2 separate regions of the Rattus norvegicus genome follow, and region 1 is linked to region 2. A link is a contact called in public Hi-C data. All regions are on one chromosome and are shown on one strand. Each heading gives the region's core, a stretch centred on a gene start, on an enhancer-like site or on the middle of the called end of the contact. The rest is flanking DNA. Distances are from core to core; before and after follow the strand shown. Region 1 overlaps Dscaml1 (DS cell adhesion molecule-like 1). Region 2 has its middle 17 kb from the start of Tmprss13.

Evidence for each region. Hi-C and Micro-C count contacts between places; a contact is called where the count stands out from the background.
Region 1: a Hi-C map of the A7r5 cell line shows a contact between it and region 2, with 2.7 times the contacts expected there. The contact joins two enhancer-like sites. A contact is called at or near these places in 3 of 12 Hi-C or Micro-C datasets (the A7r5 cell line, frontal cortex and mammary epithelial cells).

The regions. Positions count from the first base shown.
Region 1 is chr8:54,940,407-54,943,925 of GRCr8, reverse strand. Dscaml1 (DS cell adhesion molecule-like 1) reads right to left here. Exons shown (of 33, transcript NM_001108141.1): 21 at 1,986-2,139; 22 at 378-495; 23 at 1-44. Among named protein-coding and RNA genes, the nearest start is that of Cep164, 89 kb to the left of the region's middle. Within about 2 kb of position 2,180, at least 34 of the 93 cell types and tissues checked have an H3K27ac peak or open chromatin away from gene starts, as enhancers often do.
Region 2 is chr8:54,503,760-54,507,447 of GRCr8, reverse strand. It overlaps the pseudogene Gstp1-ps4. Among named protein-coding and RNA genes, the nearest start is that of Tmprss13, 17 kb to the left of the region's middle. Within about 2 kb of position 2,182, at least 80 of the 93 cell types and tissues checked have an H3K27ac peak or open chromatin away from gene starts, as enhancers often do.

The sequences.
Region 1 (3,519 bases), core at 931-3,430, 440 kb before region 2:
TGAGCCGGTGTCCATCCAAAGACACGGGGATGGCTGAGTCTTCACTGTCAGACCAGGAGGTGGCATGGGTTATGACACACCCTCCCTAGTCCTGCCCCACCCCCCACAGTCAAGGGCAAATGGAAGGAAGGCTGGGGGAGGCTTGCAGGGGATGTTAGGCTCTTGGATTTTGTTCTGTATTTCCCAGGGTTTTCCGGTGAGCTTCTGTCATTTCGTCCACACAGGAAGAAAGTTATGGTTGGGGGAGGGGAAGTAGTGGTTTGGAAACTACTGTAAGCAGTGTCCTATGCCCTATAGGACCACCACAGGGCAGAGTGAGGGCCAAGCAGCTACTTCTCTCCCAGGATCCATACCACTCCTCCAGGCCTTCCACATACCTGTCCTTGGTCCACTTCACAGCCGGGGCTGGGTCTCCCACGGAGTTGCAAGGCAGTCGGACATCTTTCAACCAGGGTGTCGTTACAGTGCCTCCAAAGGAGATGATCTTTGCTGGGGCTATAGAGAGGAGAACATGAGGGCCAGACTGCCTTTTACCCTTTACCTTCCCCCTAGCCCCATTCACAGGGCTCCCAGCATTTACAGTGCAAGTCAGGGGAGACTTTTGGGTAAACTGGCTGCTTTGGTGGAGGTGGTCCTGTGACAAAATGGGGACAAGGACTGGGGGGACGTGAGTTCTGCTGGTTTTGAAGAAGATAGTGGGTGATGAGGTCTCCCAGGATTTCATGCCGTCTAGGAGTGATGGTGTTCTAGTAGGGGCAAGGCGCACAAGGAGAAGGGCAAGTTGGGTAGGAGAGGCTGTGTGTACATGTGTGTAAGTATGAATTTGTGTGAATTTGTGTAAGCACGGCAGAGGTGCAGTAGTTCAAGTGTTCTACCTCACAGGATAGCTCTGTTTGTGTAGGAGTAGATTGTATTTAATGCCCACAGGGGCAGAGCACAGACTTTCTGCCAAGAGCTCTCAGGTTCTAGGACCTTGTCCTGGGAAGCGGGCAGGCTCTAGGCTCCTTTGCTTCTGAAGGATGTGAGATCTGGAGAAAGGGTAGGTGGTATCCCGAGAAGGAAGAAGGGAGGTGAGGATACAGAGACAGTGATGTGCAAGGAGCTCTGAGTCAGAGCTACAGGGGTCAACACAGCACATCTCAACTGTCTAGGATGGCCAGGCCATGCAGCTGGATGGAAGACTGCAAGTGTGAGCCCCTGCTTACCATGGACCCTCTAGTGGATGCTTGCTGGCTCTGTCCCTGTGGCCAACAGGGTGGCTTCTCTCTTCCCAAGGCAAGCCAGGCCTGGGAGAGTCAGGTGAGCTCGGGATTGGCCAGAGAGGGGAAGGGGCAGGAGGAAGGGCCTAGAGGCTAGAGACACTGGAAGATTTGAAGTTCACTGTTGGCCAAGATAGACAATAGGCCATTGTTCCATTCTGTGGCTGATCCTGGGTATGGCTAAGGGCCTCAGAGCTATCATTCTCTTAAAAGATTGGGAGTACCTATGGGGAATCCCTCATGACTAGACCAGGGATGGGTGAGGCCCGTCCCGAGAAGGTCTTGATCCTGAGCTTGCTGGTGGATAGGAGCATTGCCAGAGAGAACCTTCTGCCTGCCCTTTCTGGTTGCAGCACGAGGCTCTCTCTGGAGTCCCAAAGGCCCCATGGAAGCATCAGTGTACCCCATATCCTGAGGTGCCCCTCTTTCAGGAGTTGAGTGCTAAGATCAAGGCTCTGCTGTGGATGGGGGCTGAAGGGGACTCTCAAGTCAGAGGAGAGTTAACAGCACAGCCAGTGAGGCTGATCGTAGCCTGTTGTGTGACTCTCCCAGAGTCAGGGGGCAGCAGAGGCTTATTCTTTGGATGCAGAAGGGAGACTAGTGGCCAACTCCTCGCGGCCAAACTCATAGGTATCAGGGAGGACACAGCACCTATTTGGGACGAGCCAGAATTCTGCAAATGAGCTTCTGGACACTGCTATCAGACCCCAGGCACAGGCTTCTCACCCTTGCCAGCAGGCTCGATGGTGACCTTCTCGCTGCTGTTCCCCCGGCCTGCAGAGGTGACCGCAGCCACCCATAGCAAGTACTGCTGGCCCCGGTTCAGATGGGCGATCCTGTAGAAGAGCTGTTCAGGACTGGTCTCGTACTCGCTGGGAGCCTGTGGGCAGAGACAAAGTCATGCCATGAAACAGAAGCCTTGGCCCCTCGCCTGCCATTGTCTTCGGTGCCTTGGGCAGGATCGGTCCAGCACGTTCTTTCTCAGCCTGAGAACAGCGTACAGCTCTGTGCTGGGCTCGGCCTCAGGAGCTGATGGAGCCAGTCCTGCAGTATTGGTTGGCCAACCTTGGTACCCATCTCGGTGATATAGGCTCTAGGGGCTGTGGCTACAGGCCAACACGTATGGGTATTCTGAGCAAATGGTGAGAGGCAGTCAGAGAAAGGAGAACGAGGGACTCGGGGTCCCAGGAAGACCACATGCAAAGAGAGAGGTTCTGTGGAGAAACCAAATGACTGCCTTTGCCTTGTTAGAGCTGTAGCCAGCCCTCCAGCCTGTCCCCTGCTTAGTCACCTCCCTTCCCTGCCACCTAATTACACTCTTTCCTTCTCAGGAAGGGGTAGAGAGGCAGCAGGGAGAGCTTTACTGGGCAGTACTTCATTAGTGATTATTAGTGGTATGGTCCACCATATATATTTGTAGGTTACATAAATCTATAACATTTTTTTAAACCAAATGACAGTTTTGACAAGTTGCCAACAAAACAATATCAGATCCCAGTGGTTTTACCAGTTGCTTTGATGAAAAGATTATGTTGCCTTGGAAACCAGAGGCTCAGATATTGAAATGAATTTGAGAAGGCGCTTTTGATAAAGCGCTAGTTTGTAGACCTCCTGTCAGCCTCTTCCCTGGCATCGGCCGGATGGGGCTGATTTTCATTTTATTTTATTTTTTGGCCAGCCGCAGGGAGTGGGGGAGAGGAGAGCACTAGGGCCCCTCTGAGATCAGGGCGCAAGTCCAAGGAAGGGGGGAAACAGTTCCTGGAACAGATGGGGGCCCTGAGGCCAGAGGGAGCTGGTAATTAGTTATCTCTGCCGTCGTGAGATCTTGCACACAGGCTCTCCTGCACATGACTGTGCGGATGCACACATGTGCGGGAGAGATGGATGTCACCGAGGGACATTCTCCATGGCCGGTGGGAGAGCAGAAGGACCCGAGGACTTGTAACAGGAAAAAAGAAAGTCCTCTTTGTGGCCTCAGGTTGTCTGCAGGGAAATATTGAGAGAAGGCTCACACACCCTTACAATGTGCACAGGTATCTTGGCACCGTTCCTCCTCCCTTCTTGGGGTGGGGTGGGGGAGTGATGCTGTGTCTAATCTTGTGCACAATTCCTGTTGGGGACAGGTGCAGAGCCACTCTGAGCCCTTTTAAGCTAGGGTATCTGGGGACTGCTGAGTTCATACCATGACTCTAGGGCAGTGCAATGGTTTTGATGCTTTGCTGTCCTTCCCAGGTGTGTAACCCATGTGGCCTGAGCATCC
Region 2 (3,688 bases), core at 933-3,432:
CAGGTCTACTTTAGTTCTCTTTATTGCATCTCATTATCGGTTTTAATAGTAAAGCAAGTGACGTAAAGAAAAGTAAATGCCTGACCAGAGAATGAATGAATGGATGAATGAATGAATGAAATGTCCTTGCATGGAAGAATAAATGAATATTATTACTTATTACTGATTTTTTTTGTCTTACAAACTTTATTAGACTTGAGAAGAGGAGAACAAGCAGCTCCTGTCTCTTGTGTCCTCTATGGTTTGCCATTGTCATTGATCATTGATGGGACGGGTCACATGGTCAGGGGAGGCCGGAAAGGCCTTCATCTTGGGCCTGGCACTGAGACGGGTCACATAGGCAGAGAGAGGGAGGAGGTTGTCTAGGCAGCCAGGGGCCAGGACTCGGTGGAGCTGTAGCATATCTAGCAAATTATAATCGACCAAGGAGATCTGTGCACCCATGATAAAGGCTTTGCCTCCCTGGTTCTGGGTCAGCAGGGCCTCAAAGGGCTTCAGATTCCTAGGCAGGGCCTTCACATAGTCATCCTTACCACTCTCATCCTTGGTGGAGACGAGGGTGACATATTTGCAGCAAAGGTCCTCCACCCCATCATTCACCATACCCACCAGGGTGGCCTCCTTCTGGTCTTCCCCGTAAAGCCCCAAAGATAGGCCCAGGTGCCTCAAGATGGCATCAGATTAGTAAAGGGTGAGGTTTCCATCCTCAGACCTGGGAAGCTGCCCCTACAGACAAGTGGGCATGTGCAAGCCTTGCATCTGAGTATCTTTGGTAACCACCTCCTCCTTCCAGCTCTGGCCCTGGTCAGTCAGCAGCGTGCACATGGCTTCACACCACCCTCACCTCGAACTGGGGAGTAGACAATGGGGTACAGTGGCATGGCTGCTCTTAGCATTCCTTCTAGGCTCCGCCCAGCATTACTGGCAACAGCCAGGTAGGCCTGGCTTGCTATGAACCCCTCTTTGCTCTCTCTGCCCCTTCTCTCTCTCTGACTCTCTCCTCTCCCTGACCCTTTCTCCCTCTCTCCTCTTCCCCCTCTCTCTCCACATGTTCCTGGCTGTCGTCTCTCCCCTCCTGCCTCTGTCTTTCTGTCTCCCTTCCCAATCCCTTTCCCATGCCATAAACTCTACACTATACCTGTCACCCATCGTTGTCGTATGGCTGGTACCTCAAGGGAACGGATGTCTCAGCATGGGCCTGCTGAGGCCCCCTCCCACTGCACATACCCAGTTCTATCAAACATATCCTGGTGCCCTTTTATAAAGCACAATGACTGCTGTGTAGACCGAGGTGCGGACTCAGCGCCCCATAGACAGAGAAGTGTTTTGGATGCCTCCTTACTGACGTTTATGCCTTGCTTTCCTCTATTACCAGACTGCAGCCCAGTAGGAGATGTCAACAGGGTCCTTGTCCAGCATGGCCCAAACTGCTCTGTTAGCAGTGGGGGTGGTAAAGTCCTCGCCATTAGGCTTCTCTGTACCACTTTCTGCCTAAGATACGCAGCGTCTTGAAATAAAACTGCTGGGTACCCTCACATCCAGCCCAGGCACCTTTCTGCCTCAATGACCTTTGTCATCTTAATATCTATGATGTGCAGGACCTGCTAGGCAGGGTAACAGCCTCACTGGAGATGGCCTATGGATCTCCTCCTCCCTTCCTCCCTTACCATCACATCATCAGATCTTGACCAAAGAGGCCAGTGGTCCAGATACTATGCTAAATGTCAGGGAGGGATGTTCATGAGATAAAAGTGATTAATAAGATATGACCAGCATGTGCTGCATTCCACAGTTGGGGAGATAAGATATGTGCTTTTAAACAGGCTACTCAGACTATAGGGCAGTGTGTCATAAATGTCAGGCACAGGGTTAAATTGATTAGTGATGCCTGGTTTCAGGGGGGGGAGAGAGAATGCGCTAGAACTGTGAGCTGTGCTGGGCTGGGTCAGAGTGTTTTCTACTGTGTCATTCATTTACTTCACGTTGTTCCGTGCAGGAATCAGTCAGGTGCTCCCACTACACTGCTCAGATACAAAAGAACCCCGACTGATGTTGAGTGAAGAGCGGGTAATACGTGAACGAAACTCGAAGACCACCTCATCGGCGCCCAGCGCCTGCTGAAATGAGGCGATGAGGTGATGACGTGCTGCCTGGGTCGCAAGCGGAAGAGCCCCCACCTGCTGAAGTCACGCCTGCTGAGTCATTTCCGGGGAAGTGACTCCGAGAATCTGCCTGCTCGCGTGAGTGTATAGCCTTCCAGTTTCTATCTTCTGGCGCCACCTAGTGACATAATTCGGAAAAACTCCGCTCCTCCCACTTCCTGGCTTTCCTCATTTGCCTCATACCCCGTAGCTCCGAGTACAAGATACCTCTCTTTCCAGTCCACTTCTCCTATGATTTTCTCACTGTGATCTTTCCCCTGAGCATCCTCTTGAAGAAACATCATCTTGTCAATGTCACGGACTTCTCGGAGTTCTCTAAGATATCCTGGGCTTTGCCAGGGAGGTGTTGGGGAAGCCTGTGCTTCAGGTCCCTCTAGATCTACATCCTCTTAATGCATCCACTTTTCTGTACCACTTGGCATACCACACTATACCATATTCTTGAGTCTTCACACCCCAAAGTGCCACCAGCCCAAGGCTGCACAGATAGCTCACATTATTGTATGAAGGGAAGGGTCACAGTGGAGGCTGACATTGTCAAAAAACCTAAAAGATTAGACATCCTGTCCCACTGCCCAGAGGTTTAGCTTAGAGGAACAAAACATGCTGTTCACGCACAGCCCTGGCCTTATGACAGGGTGACTGTGTCCTGCTGGCACATGTCTGGGTATCCTGGGTATGCAGACTGGCAAGAGCCGTACTCCAAGAGATGGGACAGAGGGAGGCAGGTGACAACTGACAAATTAACTAATGGATTATTTCTGTAACAACGAAAGCTATAGAGAAAAGAAAGGGAAACAGAGTAGTTGGTTGAAAGTGGAAGAATCTATATGGTGATCTGAGCCAGACAGGATGGCAAGAAGGTCTCAGAGGGAGACAGAGAAGAGGGGCCTGGAGAGATGGCTCAATGGTTAAGGGCACTGACTGCTCTTCCACGGGTCCTGAGTTCAAGTCCCAGCACCCACATGGTGACTCACAGCCATCTGTGCTGACATCTGATGCCCTCTTCAAAACAGCTACAATGTACTCATATATAATAAATAAATCTTAAAACTCTTAGAGAAGACCCAGGTTAAATTCCCAGCAGCCTTGTGGTAATCCACAGCTCTTCATAACTCCAGATCCAGGAGCTCTGGCACCCTCTAGTGGCCACACACACTAGACGTATATGTGGGCCAGACACTCATACATTCAAACATACACATAAACAAACAATGAAAAAAAAAAAAAAACAGTGAGTACAGTGAGGACGGAGGGGAAAGAGGTGAACAGTGGGTCCCTTCAGAGTTGACACACTAACATGAGACCAACGGGGCAAAGTGGTTAACATGACTTTAAAGGTGGCAATGTCCTTGTGTATGCTGGAGTGTAGGCCCCTGAGACAGGCCCTTCATTTTCAGAGGACTGACTACACACATAAGGGAGTTTTTATTCTTTCACTTGATTTCTGTGTTGGTTTGGGTGGGAATCAAAGGGAGAACTGAGATTGACACCCAGAGACCAGAGCAGAGAGCTGTTTGGAAACA